2 separate regions of the Sus scrofa genome follow, and region 2 is linked to region 1. The links are chromatin contacts, called in public HiChIP or PLAC-seq maps. All regions are on one chromosome and are shown on one strand. The core of a region is the stretch at or near the end of the contact, and the rest is flanking DNA. Distances in the headings are between cores, read along the strand shown.

Region 1 (7,334 bases), core at 2,959-5,458:
TTGAAATTCTACTGTGTTTTTCAAGGGAAAACCTGTGGAGTTGGCCACAGGTGAGGCAGCGCAGTGTGTGGGAGAGATCCATGCTGGGGGTGGAGTGTCTGCTGCTTTATTCTGCAGGTGCCAGGAGCCAAAGTCAAGAACCATTTAAAACCCTAGGCAAGCACTCCAGACCAAATGGGTGAGCACCAGTCATGCCTTTGAAAGTATGACCCTTTCGTGAAGTCTAAAGAAACTTTCCATCCAGAAATGTATTTTTCATCTTCTTCCTTGGTTCTGGGCCAAAAACGACACCTTCTGAGGGGCTGTCAATCCCCCTTAGGTCTTTAGGAGTTTCATAGTTCCTCAGGCCAGAATTCTGATTCCTTCTTTTTCTTTTCTTTTTAGGGCTGCAACTGTGGCATATGGAGGTTCCCAGGCTAGGGGTTGAATTGGAGCTGTAGCCACTGGCCTATGCCACAGCCACAGCAATGCCAGATCTGGGCTGCATCTTCGACCTATAACACAGCTCACGGTAGTGCCAGATTCTTAACCGATTGAACGAGGCCAGGGATCGAACCCGCAACCTCATGGTTGCTAGTTGGATTCGTTTCTGCTGAGCCACTACAGGAACTCCTGTTTCCTGGTTTTTCTTTCTTTGTTTTTTTGTGCAACCAATGTATTGCTAAATGTGATCTTACAAAGCTTTGATTGGAGCCCTTTCTCCACCCTTGAACACAGAGTAATAATCATTGAAAAATTAACTTCTCAACAAGTAGACTGATTCTATCTGAGTTGGATAGCCCAGTGAATAAGCACCCAGATGCTGGTACCAAACCAGATGCTGGTTTGAACCCTGATTCCACTATTTGTCTTCCATGTTACTGGGAAAATTATCTAATGTCTTTTGAGTCTCAGTTTCCTCATCTGAAAACTGGGTGCAATAACGTCACCTACTTCAAAGAGGTCTTGTGTGAAAACAGGAGTAGTTAGTCTTGTGCCCAGCACAGAGCGGGTGCTATTATCTTAGAGAAACTTGGAATAGTTTAGTGCATCTTGACTTCTTCGGGATATACTGTATCAAAAATATCTCTTGCTGGGGGGAGGCAACTAAGAACTAGCAATTACCAAAATTATGACTGATATTAAATATTTAACTTAAAAAAAGTCTTTGTAACACTTCACCAAACTATTTTAAATATTACAAAAGTGAGCAATCCACCTAGAATTTCAAAGAAAGTCAGTGACTAAAAAAAAAAAAAAAAAAAAAAAGTGGTCTTCTGAGGGCCCATATGTTTTTGCCATTGTTCAACCTATGAGGTCACATCACCATTCCCAACATTCCTAAAAAACCACAGGTCAATTATGGAGTGTCTGAATTTTTAAAAAGACCATTCTTATTCATTATCACTACTCCTATTCACTGAGCCACACAAGACAAATGTGTTTTCCATGCATGTTTGTGAGGTGCATGTATGTAAGAATTACTGTTTGTGCTATTTTTAATTTCCCTGTATTTCTTGGTTTTCTATGCATTGTATCTCAGGAAATTGAGAAAAAGGTACCTCTGTAGAATGAAAGGCAAAATGTCCCTATTTTCTGGTCCTTCTTCAAAGTTGGTTTGAGAAGGAAGGATCAGTTATGCTACAGAAAGCTGACATGTCTTAGTGAGCATGTGTTTCCAGAAGCACGGTGTAAGGTGGCTTTGCTACATGAATCCTACCTTCTCTTCCTCCTCTGAGATTTTTTTCTGTTTGTCCACAGATTGATAGCATAAACAGATGCATGAAAAAATTCAGAAGTGCCTACAATGGAGGAGACACAGCTCTGGAGTTAAAAGGAGCTGAGTTTGAATTTTGCAACTTCCACCTCCTCATTGTAGGACCTTAAGTAAGAGACTTAGGCACATTAAGCCTGTTTTACCATCTGTCAAACAGTTTGCAGGACTTTCCTGGGAATCAAATAGCAAATGTAAAGTCTTACCACATAGTAGGTGCTTGAAAAATTGAAGTAGTTCTCATTATGAAACTTCAACTCAATCTGCTAGCATCAAGCATCATTGACTAGATAGCAAGGTTTTAACTGAGTGAAAAAAACAAGCTCTGTTCAATTAGATTTTGCTCCAGCACAGTGGCACAGCTAGAAGTGAATAGCTCCCAGGTCTGACCTTCCATCAAGAGCTCAAAGAAAGGTGATCTCTAGACAAGGTTCCAACATATGAACAGACAGCAGTAAACACAGTCTATTAGAAGTGAATATTCAAAGGCAGATTTAAAATCCCTCGGTAAAATAATATTCCTTTCAGGAAAAAAGATAACAAAATATTAACTAGACCAAGATGCCTTTTCAAAAAATCACCATTTCCTCTTAAAGGATTGGTTGCTGGCTTTTTCCATTTTCACTTGACCTGTTCTCTTTTGTGATCAGATGACAAGCTAGTTGGATCTAGTTCTCTAAGAGCTGGTAAAACTCCCTACCGCAACATGGAAAAGTTAATTAATCATAATAGTTGTTCAGGACATTGTGTATGCACTTAATGAGAGGACTGATTTTCTTAGTCCGACGCCAAAAGACCTATGTGTTTATAGTTAATCTGGTGACTGGCACACTTGTCTAAGCATATTTCCAATACAAATATTACCTGAATCCCTTTCACCTGCCCAAGAAATAAAGAAGAGACAGAAATTCCAAGACAAAAAAAATGATTTAGTGTTGTATTTAAATGCACAGGCATCCCTGCTGATAGATGGGTATAAGATCAATATATCTTCAGGTGAAAAACTAAGTTTAAAACTATTACTAATGAATCTGGAACACATATCCAAAGGTAGATCTCTCTATGCCTTGTTTAATCAGTTTTATCTGAAGAAAAGAATAGCATTCATGCTGTAGAAGACTAAGAAAATAACTTGGAGGAGAAATTTTATCTATGATCAGCCACAGAATATTTCTGGCATATTACTGAGCTTTCAAAAGAGCTGTCAATAATAATTTGACACATTTGGGGTTGTCTGACTTTTGATACAGATATTTCAGATGCCAAATGAAAGACACGTAGTCATTACGACTCCACAATGCTTATTTTGAGGAAGTTACAGGAGTAGGTGTCCAGCAAAGTGAGCAGAGTGGAGAAAATGACAAGACACTCCCAGCTTCTAAAGGAACCCAAATCATGTGCTGGGATAGCAGGTCAACACACAAATGGTGAAACAACGGAGCAAGAGAGGAAGCAAAACTGGTGGAGAACCAAAAAACTGGCATAATCACACTTTTTCAGGATGAATTTGTTCCTTTACTCAGCAATTCCACATTTATAGAAGTCGACCATACAATGTTGACTATGTTCAAAAATCCACACACAGGAATATCTCTTAAACAGTTTTCATAGCAAAGACTAGTTAGAAACAAAGAAAAAATTAATGACAGGGAATTAGCTGAATAAATTATGTCCCATCCTGAAAAGGAATAGAACATATCCTAGGAAAATTATTCTTCAAGAAAATATTTATTGACTTAGGGTAAATAGTTATGAACATGTTTCAGAGAATAATGTGAGATATAGAATGGCATACACTATACCATGTGAATTTTATAACATTCATATATAAAACATGGATATTACAGAGAAAATACGACTACAACCTTCCTGCCGCGGAAAGGACGGGCTCTGATGTAGTTTGATTGTCTGAACTGGACCAAGGTCATGACGGTGATGAGCCATGAAAGGCATCCCATTTCCATTTCATACTCGGTGAGCCCTGAAAACCAGGGACCTAACTATCAGAAAGGCTATTTTTCACAGATACAGAAGAACATGTCACTAAGTGTCACCTTCTTAGCTCCACCAGAGTAAACAGGTGAACCAAAGTTCATAAAACACTCGCAAAAGGGACTAGCCCAGTGTCCTCCTGACATCATCACCTCATCAAAATTAATTTTGTACCATAGGAACAATGTTAGCCATTGTGAAGTTTAACTGAAAAATAAACAAGCTATTTAAATCGTCTGTGAGGAACACAAATAAAAAAAGCGAGCAGATGAAAGGAAATGCCAAGAGTGTGCCCAGCTCCTGTCAGAGATCTTTTACCTCTATGTACAAAACCCAGTTCCCGCTGATCTTTGGTGCCATAAAAAATGTACTGAACATCGTGAGACGAATTGACATAAACACTGTGGACTGTCATCTCGTGCAAGCAAGGAAGGCCACCTGTTCCTTGAGTAAAAGACACAGACACAGGTTGCAACCTGAAACTGAGAAGAGGAAGGGAACTAAATAAGAATTCTGGCCCAACCAAGGCTCGAGTCAGCCAGTGAGTTGTCCAAGCCACAGTCCTTTTCTATTTCAAACTCCAGGGGACACTTGGTGTCAAAATCTGACACCACAGTCAAATAGGAGGAGGCGAGGGAAGACACCATGGATTAAATGGTTTTCCAAATTATAATAATCTTCTGTCAGGGAGCAGGAATATTTCTACATTATTGACAGTGATGCAGTGAAAACTCCGAGCTTCTCAGACTTGAGTCCCAGCCCTGCTCAATCATTGATCAGTTACTTGAGTTTGTGCAGATCTCTTGTTCTCTCTGAATATATTTCCTGGTGCATAAAATAGTGTTAATGATATCTACTGGGCAAGGGTTTTTGAGGATTAAAAGAAATATTAAATGTAAATGCCTAAAGAAGTATTAAATGTGCCTGGCACACAATAGATGCTTCATAATAGTCAGGTTCTTTCTACTTGCCCTCTTTTATCATCTTCTCTGGGTTCAAGTTCTATTTAGTAATTGCTTTAAAATAGTGAGAAAGCAGAGGAGGAGGAGAACAAAGAGAATTATTTTAGTAGGTTCAGATATTATTTTTAAAAATACCAAAGAAACGACAGCTTATTACAGACTCTAGAAGTTTGCTATTTATGTACGGGGACCAGTTAATGCTCTGTGTGTGTGTGTGTGTTCATGTGTACCTTTTAACAAAAATTATGCTCTTAAACTGCAAAAGTTTGCCTGTACATGTGTTGTGTTGACTTCTGTGTATTCATTTTTATTTTGCCATTCGAATTAAGCAAATAATATCTAGAGACAAAATTCTTAGGTATTTTTCTAGAGAAAAGAGAAACTTCAGACCTACCTTCAGCAGTGCTATATAGGAACTACATAGAGAGGTAGAGGTGGATTAATTTTGATTAATTTACATGAAGCAAGTAGGTTAGGGGAGATTGACGTGTGAGTTTGCAGTATGCCTCTCTATCTGGACATTTGTACAACACATCCACTTGTTTAACAAATATTTTGGGGAAATTTTCTGTGCCAGGATGGTGCTATGTCCATGTACCAATTCTATGGTGGGGACATGGATTTTTCCCAAGCCACTAATTGCATGTGGTCTCCTAAGGTGGAGCTGCCCAAAGTCATTCTCTAGCTGCTTTTCTGCTATTTCCAATGAAGTGGTCACCCTTTATGCCCAACGGGAAGTTCCAGGATATAATTCTTCATGGTTCGTAATGATCAAGAGCCAGACGTCACAACTAAAGGTTTCGTTACTTTTGTAAAGCAGTAAGGACTACACACCATGAAGCAATCCAGCATTTCTCTGGTTCTAGAAAGCCACTTAATGTGCATGTGACCAGCTTAAGATATGCGTGGTCTCAATGCTGCAACATTTGTTCCCATGTTGCTTATCCCTGATCTGAATGCTCATGAAATATGCAGCTTCTCCTCTGTACCAGCGGGAGATTTTTAAGCAAAGTCAAATATTTTTACACAAAACGTGTCAGTTCTGTGAAGAAAACTACTGCATAACTGTCAAAAATTCTTATAATTACATCTATTTTCCTGCCACCAGAGCTTGTCAGCATAATAGCCAGGTAGGTCACCGTTATCAACACTTTCATGGAGGGACAATCTACCTGGCCTATTTTGCCAGTTCCTTGGGTAATGAGAGGCTTGTTTGTTAGTTCTCTGGCTTTGGGAACATAGATTATCCCTTCCCTCTTTTTTTTTTTTAAAGCATTGTGTTGTAGAAAAAATTTTGGTTAAAGAAAAACAACTGCCTTGATTTGATAAGGTGGCAAATAAGCATTATGTAATAGTCACAGAAACAAGCCTTCCAATTCTTGTTTATCTTTTTAAAAACATTTTTGACAGAAAAATAAGCGAAGAGAAGAAATTTTTAAAACATACTCATAGTCACTTCACCCAGAGAGGGTGTTAACACTTTAGTGTATCTCTTCTGGGTCTGTGCCTCATAAGAATAGACATCTCTATATTTCCTTTAGCTAACATGGGAACGTACTCTCCCTGATGTTATGTACCCCATTTTCCCATGTCATTCAGTGTCCTCCTGTGTCATCTTTTCTAATGACAGCACAGTATTACACGGTGTCACGATTGCTTTAGCCAGTAGAGGCATGTATGTATGGCTGCAGGGTAAGCAACACCCTTAGAGCTTCAGCTTTTAAACCACCTCATCCCCTCTAGGTCGTCTTGAAAACTGTGTTCTCAGCTGGTGTCTGAACGTGTGCTTCTGATCCCGGCCAACTCAGTCAGTCCTAAGGAGGAGACCTCTGGTAGTTCACTGAGTCAGAAGCTAACTGAGCTCAGGGAACTGTCTCAGTACCCCGTTGTCATTTGAAAAAGGAAACTACGGCTTGAGTAGTTTAGAGCATGACTTTTTTTCTGACCAAACAGAGTGTGCTTCAGAGTGTGTGGAATTTAAAACTTTCATTCATGCAACTGATACGGATACAGTCCCTGCTCTATGCATCAGTCATCATGCAGCAGGCTAGGGATATGTTGGAGAAATAGACACAAGTTTTGTTTAGTTTCTTTCTTTCTTTCTTTCTTTTTTTTTTTTGGCTTTTTGCCATTTCTTGGGCTGCTTCAGAGGCATATGGAGGTTTTCAGGCTAGAGGTCAAATCAGAGCTGTAGCCGCCAGCCTACACCAGAGCCACAGCAACACAGGATCGAGCTGCATCTGCAACCTACACCACAGCTCATGGCAACGCCAGATCCTTAACCCACTGAGCAAGGCCACGGATTGAACCTGCAACCTCATGGTTCCTAGTCGGATTCATTAACCACTGAGCCACGATGGGAACTCCTGTTTAGTTTCTTTCTTATGGAGCTTATATTTTGATGGACTAACAGTTTTTAAGTCAAGAAAACAGAAAAGCAGCCTCAAAGCCTTTTTGTTGTCATGACAAGTAGAGCGGGGTAGAAGTCATAAGCTTCACATACATGTACCTTTGAAACTATCATGAAAGTTCTAAGATTCTTTTGCAAACTCAAAATATTCCATTTTCTAATGGGAATCAGAACGTTGCTATGTACTACACATTACCTAAATGACAGTGTACAAAAA
Region 2 (7,178 bases), core at 2,449-4,948, 390 kb before region 1:
TTTCTTTTTTTCTTTTTTTTGGCTGCGTCCCTAGCCTGTGGAAATTCCCAGGCCAGGGATCGAACCTGAGCCATAGCAGTGACCTGAGCCACAGTAGTGGCCATGCCAGATCCTTAACCCACTGTGCCACAAGGGAACTCCCTAAAGATATATATATATATATATATATATATATTTTTTTTTTTTTTTTTTTTTTTTCTTTTAAGGGCTGCACCCATGGCATATGGAAGTTCCCAGGCTTGGGGTCAAATTGGAGCTGCAGTTGTGGCCTATGCCACAGCCACAGCAATGTGGGATTTGAGCCCTGTCTGCAACCTACACCAAACCTCACAGCAATGCCAGATCCCTGACCCACTGAGCAAGGCCAGGGATCAAACCCGCAACCTCTGGATACTAGTCAGGGTCATTACCACTGAGCCACAATGGGAACGCCAAGGTATTTCTTTATAGGATGTTTTTGGTTCAAGGTATCTGGGTAAAGCTGAGGCTCTTCGCTGCAGGGAATTCACAGAGTATGTTGCCCAGATGGAGATGCTGAGAAATCTAACCTGGCTATTGTCAAACCGCAGTTGGCCGACAAAGCCTGTTTAATATAGGGCACGTATTGCCAACGTGCATAACCAAGTGAGAGGGCAGAGGGAGGGTTTTGAGGAAAAGTTGAGTCAAGGTAGTAACATTTACTGACTACAGTCCCAGAGGATGCTGTGTCCCAGGGAAAGCAAGGGGTTAATGGTGTCACCAAGTGAGATAAACAACAGACCAGAGATGAGTGGGATGAAAGTGTGACAGGGGTCGAGCGAGCTGGAGTGCCTGCTGTGATGCTGGGGCTCGGGCAGCCCTGAGCGGAGTCAGGATGGATGGCTGACCTAGATGTCTTTCCGACTCAATGTTGAAATGCAACTTTGAAATAAGGAATAAGAGTGACAGAGATAGGTGGTTTGGGCCAGTGGTAGAGCTATTTTGAACCAGTGACATGTATCCAATGTTGCTTTATACCTCTTCCAACATTTAGATTTTTTTTTATCTTCAAAACGGCCATCTGTCCTTGAGTATGAACTAGATTACAGAGTGACAGTTTGAATAGGTATTTCAACTAGGGATTTGAAAAGCAAAAGAACAAAAAAAGATTCTTAAAAAGATTCTCAAGTCTTCCAAATAAAAAATACTTAAACGTGTCATTATTGATATATTTCCCTGTTTGGTATTTGGCTTCTGGTATAGGAAATGTAGAATCAATAACAATGGATCACAGTATGAGAATGATAAAGAATACATGGCATCTTTTGGGTTGTGGGATGGAAATCCTGTGAAATTAGATTGTTATGATCATTATACAACTACAGAGGTGATAAATTCATTTGAGTAATAAAAAAAAAGCAAACTACTTCTTCAAAAAAAAGATACATGGCATCTTTAGTATACTAATGATTAAGTTTTATTTCTGAATCGTCTGAATGGAGGCACATTAAAAGTAAATTACAAAAGTGTCATTGGGGAAATTCATTATAGCCAAGTTATGGCCTTGTTATTTTTCATTCTATGTACAGTAATGAAAGTATTACCATTGAAGAAATTAAATTGCTTGTGGTTTTCTAATCTATATTATTCATTAACCCTGCACAAAGAAATCCTTTGGCTTATTCGCAGAAAGCATAAGATGCTGCTCATCAATATGTAGATAATTATTATTTATGTTGAAAAACACTGTTGTCTTTTTTTCTTCATGGGTGAAAAAAAATTGTTTTGGTGAGATTAAAGTTTAAAATAATAAAATTGAGTGAGAAAACTAAACAACAATAAAAAAAAAAACCTCTAGGAGTTGTAGTTTTACTTATGTTTTAGGCCCTAGTAGTTTAGTCTTCCAGGCAGACTCATATCTCCTAGAATTAAAGATAAAGACATACCCGCTTGAGATGATCTTGAGATTATACAGAGAATCTGAACTTCCAGAGGGAGCTGCAATTTTTTTCTTTTTTTTTTTTTTTTTTTTTGGTCTTTTTAGGGCCGCACTCACGGCGTATGGAAGTTCCAGGCTAGAGGTCAAATTACAGCTGCAGCTGCTGGCCTACACCACAGCCACAGCCACACAGGATCTGAACCATGTCTGCAGCCTACACCACAGTTCACAGCAGTGCTGGATCCTTAACCCACTAAGGGAGGCCAGGGATCGAATCCGCATCCTCATGGATACTAGTTGGATGTGTTTCTGCTGCGCCACAATGGGAACTCCCTGCAATTTTTTTCAACAAGAAAAAAATGTCAGTGGAATTATTTTTCGGAGAGAACATTCCAGGACAGAGTGTGGATTGAGCAAATCGTCTATGTTTTTGTCCATGGTACGTATTTAGGGGAGATCTAACCTTAAGAGTTGGGGGTGGGAATACTAAAAGATTTGCAACAGAGAAAGGCAAAATCGAAGATCTTTCCTCCAGTTTTCCCACTGGTTTTGTTCAAGAGATTTGGAAATGAGACTAGAAATAGGTGGCCAAAATCCCTTGAGCAGTAAAAGCTCACTTGTTTTACTAAAGTTACACTGATGCAAGCTCATTCAATAAGGTACTTGCTTTGCAACCTCCACTTCCTCTTTCAATTCTCTTTTTGCCAAACAAAGACACAAGACACAGGCTTGTGATTAATATGTGTAGTACATCCTACGGACACACAGTATGAGGTGAAGAGAAGTAGGAGATGGAGCACATGACACATGATTCAGAATCACCATGGGCTTCTCACGGTGTGGACCTGTTTGGTTTCTTTTAGGCTTGGGGAACTTGGGAGGGGTTGGGGATGGAAGCAGAGAGACATATAGTCATTGTCTATATATTCTCTCCTTGAAACTGTACAGCAACCCTGTTCAGTTTGTGCTAGTGTCCATTTTATAGATGGAGACACTTGGTTACAGTTGGTAAGTGTGAGTGCTGGGCTCTGAACTGAGTTCCAACGCCAAAAACCATGCTTGATATCTACATGGGCCAGCAATCATTTCTTTTTCATCGGTCCCTATCAAGTAGTATGCCCAGAGATGTGATGGGCTGACCAGAGTGCTCAGGGGGTCTTGTTCTTCCTGTCCCTTCTCTACCCCAGCCTTTCAACACCCACCCTCAGTCCCTATGCCCCAGCCTCCACAATATAGTCACGACAGGGAAAATCGTTAACTGTTTCGAGAAGATTTTTGTATGGTAGAGTTGATGGAGGGGAAGGAAGTAGTATGTTCCAGAGCAGAGGGGAAAATCCCTCTTTTGATCAGACATCCTGTGTGGCTACTGAGAAGCCTGGATTTCCCCACAGTGAGGTTAGGGTGACATGCTGCTGTTGGTCATGTGACCTCAATTCAAAGTCACATCTGCTGTGGCCTTTTGTAAAATTTACCTATCTATGGCCCACACAAAGCCACAAACACGGAACCTGAAAATGGCATTCACCCCTGAGAGGCTCCATAAAAAGAAATAGCACTTTTTTTTTTTTTTTAAATTAATTAAGTGTATGCCACCAGGAGGAAATGACCCCGACTAGCTTAAATTTGCACATCCTCCCAGTACTGAAAGGTTAATTTCGGTGGCCGAGGTTAATAATACCACGGTTATTTGTATTTGCATCCGAATATAACTTGACTGATTGAGAAAACAGGTGCTGGATGGATGCACCATCCACGGGACTCATGAGTCATGTCGATGATTTACAAGCTGTCCTTCCCGTGAAAATGAAAGCCAGGGCCAACTTTATGTCATCGAATTTATGCCATTCACTGAAATTATAGATAATTCCAGCCTGTGCCTTCGTGAAACAGTCTATGCCATTTCTGCTTCAAACATCTTTTGTACTTGGTATTTCTGACTTGTCTAAATAAATATTATCATCCTTAGTAACCATTACCAATCCATTATGTGACTTCGTGAACATACATACAGCTTTTAGACTTAATCCATGAAATAAAGCCGTATGGCTCCTCCTCGCATCTTTGATAAATATCAAGTTCTCACAGCTGTTATGATTTCAATTATGAAGAAAATTGGAACTTTCACATTCTTCAGTGGTTACAAATCACCGAGGGGGGGAAAAAAACATTTCTTCAAACTCTGTTATTTTCTTCTCCTTGTGTGTATGGCAAACCATTGATCTGATTCGTGTAACCGATTAGAACATTGTGCTGAAAGACCAAGGCCCCTTGTTTAAGCCCAGAGAAGGTCAGTCAGATTAACCCTCGAAGTCTACTGAAAATTTGTCCTACTCGTCTTCCCCGAGATGAGGCAAGAGGGTATGAACGGATCTGTACAAATCCAGTCTTTAATGCTAGGAACCACACGCAACGTGGGTACAAGGTCAGTGGTGTCATCTCCCATGCAAAGACTGATGACGCCCATGCAGAGGCATTTTACAAACGTCTACTCTCCTTGGCCTTTGACAGCTTTTTGCTTACTCATGTACAATCAATCCCAAACAGAGAGACCTCCTTGACTGATCCACGTAGGCGCTGCCTCTGCAAGACGCAGCAAGAGTCCTCAAGTCAAACCCAAAATGGCGCAAAGCCTGTGACCACCCGTATCTCTTCTCTTTCTCCCGGTTCCCCTCTCCCCCAGGGACCCTCCTCTTGGAAATGCCTTCGTTCTCCCACATCTTAATTTTACCTTTTCACTTCCGTCACTATTAAACAAGGACAAGCTTGGCAAAGGACCAAGTTTGTTTACAGTTTCCGATTCCTTTTTTTTATCCCCCCCCCACCGCCATTTTACTAGGGAGGGAAGTTTTAGTAATTTGGTTAATGTTACCCCTTTCCAAATCTGGAGTCTGTGTTTTTCTTTGCAAAACAAGAATCCAGCTTATTGTATTAAGTCTCAAGCATATTTATTCGCAACAGGGTCAGAGCCATAAACCTTAATCCAAAGCCATAAATCTTCAGTGGAAGAATTTCTGGAATTTGACTCTCTCTTTCCATTCTTTATGCCGAATGATAACACTGTTGTGATGGAAACATTTCAATAGATCTTTGTTTCCTGAGGATACTTATAAATTATTTTAAATGCCTTGTGAAAAGCCTTAAGGATCTGAACCCTTTGTAGCCCAGTTCAGCTTCACTTTTCTTGCTCCAAATTTACAAAGTCACTTCAGTTCTCCAGGCCTTTGGTTATTTGTCTCATCTGCCTGAGTTTCTCTTCCCCACCTTTCCTTGCCTCACCAACTTACTCATCCTTCACTTTTTTTTTTTGAAGTATAGCTGATCTACAATTTGTGTTAGCTTCAGGTGTACAGAAAAGTGATTCTGTTTATATGTATGCATTCTTTTTCAGATTCTTCTCCATTATAGGTTATGATAAGGTATTGAATACAGTTCCTTGTGCTGTACAATAGGTCTTTGGTATTGTTTTTGTTTTGGGCCTCAACCATGGCAGGTTGTGGTGCCAGGACAGAACTTGTTTCACAGCAGCGACCCGAGCCATTGCAGTGACAATGCAGGATCCTTAACCCACTAGGCCACCAGGAAACTCCTGTTTATTTTAAATATAGTAGTGTATATCTGTTAATCACAAATTCCTAATTTAGCCCTCCCCCTACCCTTTCCTTTTTGGTAGCCATAAGTATAAGTTTGTTTTCTATGTCTGTGAGTCTATTTTTGTTTTGTAAATAAGTTCATTTGTGTCTTTTTTTTTTTAGCTTTCACATATAAGTGATGTCATATATTTGTCTTTCTCTGTCTGATTTCACTTAGTATGATAGGTCCATCCATGTTGCTGTAAATGGCATTATTTCATTCTTTTTATAGCTGAATAATATTCTGTTGCATATATAATTCATTGCTACAGCTCCGATTCGACCCCTAGCCTGGGAATCTCCATATGCAGAACAGCCCAAGAAATGGCAAAAAAAAAAAAAAAAAAAAAAGCCAAAAAGAAAAAAAAATAATAAATGTGAGTTAAGAGAACAAAGCAAAGCTGTGTTGTGGGCTGGGAGAGGATTCCACATTCTGGTGTCCCTCGGGGCATTTTGCATAGGTGGTTACTACCTGAAAGGTCTGCCTTCATGCTGATATCAGATTGTTTTAAAAATAATTCAGTGCTGCTGATACTGCCGTGCTCAACCAAGAAGAGAACTGTAATGGTCTCTCTTGTAATTTCTCTCTTTTCTTTTCTTCTCTTTTCTTGGGCATGACCAAATTGATGTATTTAGTATTTTCTAATCTACACAGGTTTATAACCCCTGCTCTTGTGTTGAGAGCCACCTGTCAGCTCCTTATCGAACCCAGCTAGAGGTGCTGAATTCTTGCATTTTCCCTCAAGGAAGAAATTTAGGTGACTCTTTCAAGGAAAGGCCATTTTAAAATCAGCTCAGAAGTGGAATTCCCTTGTGGTGTGGTTGGCTAAGGATCTGGAGTGGTCACGGCAGCAGCTTGGGTCACTTCTGTGGCACAGGTTTGATTCCTGGCCTGGGAACTTCCACATGCCATGGGCATAGCCCCCCCCCAAAAAAAAAAATCAGCTCAGAAGTAAAACCACCTACCAGCACAAAAGTGAATTGAGTATAGAGTTGTATATTTATAGTTATCAAGGCTGATGGACATTGGAAAAGTACACTAAAATTATAGATAGCAAGCTATAATGTTTGGCTTGACCTCAAAGGGATTTTTAACGTTCTTATACCAAAGTCTGTTACCCAAGGTCGATAAGAAAAGTTTAATCTTCCTATGGAGTACAGCTGAGTCACTTACATAATATCGGTGTACTCCTAGGCTGTGATGATTCTCTAAAAAGATGAAGTCATCCACTTTGAGCTTTGCTAGAATCTTGCCTAGAAATAGATTGACTTATTTATTAGCTCACAAAGACAAGCGAAAATAGAAGGACTTATTTATCATGAACACCATGGGCAAATGTGTGTCTTGGCACATTTAGGTGTTTATCCAAGTCTCTCTGTGTAAGCAGAATGAACGAGAAGCAATTTCTTTGTGTGAATAGGAAATATCAAGGCGATATTAATCATTTTTCCTTCCTTTTGCTTTAGAAGGTTTATAAGAGTCTTCTTAGGGCCCTAAAGGTAAAGTTTACAGTGAAGTTATGCTGTTTTAAGAAGTTATCATTAGGAGTTTCCATGTGGCTCAGTGGGTTAAGGACTCCATATAGCCTCTGTGAGGATGCAGGTTTGATCCCTGGCCTTGTTCAGTAGGTTAAGGATCTTGTGTTGTCATA

The links. HiChIP or PLAC-seq counts read pairs in DNA pulled down with a chosen protein or histone mark.
Region 2: an H3K27ac HiChIP or PLAC-seq map of alveolar macrophages shows a contact between it and region 1. The contact joins two enhancer-like sites. A contact is called at or near these places in 2 of 2 datasets of contacts at active chromatin or transcription factors (alveolar macrophages and skeletal muscle).

Annotation. Positions count from the first base shown.
Region 1 is chr1:29,300,500-29,307,833 of Sscrofa11.1, reverse strand. No RefSeq gene overlaps it. Among named protein-coding and RNA genes, the nearest start is that of ALDH8A1, 240 kb to the right of the region's middle. Within about 2 kb of position 4,208, at least 2 of the 83 cell types and tissues checked have an H3K27ac peak or open chromatin away from gene starts, as enhancers often do. A contact at or near this core is called in alveolar macrophages and skeletal muscle, where this site is marked.
Region 2 is chr1:29,693,426-29,700,603 of Sscrofa11.1, reverse strand. It overlaps a transcript of SGK1 not described here. Among named protein-coding and RNA genes, the nearest start is that of SGK1, 51 kb to the left of the region's middle. Within about 2 kb of position 3,698, at least 20 of the 83 cell types and tissues checked have an H3K27ac peak or open chromatin away from gene starts, as enhancers often do. A contact at or near this core is called in alveolar macrophages and skeletal muscle, where this site is marked.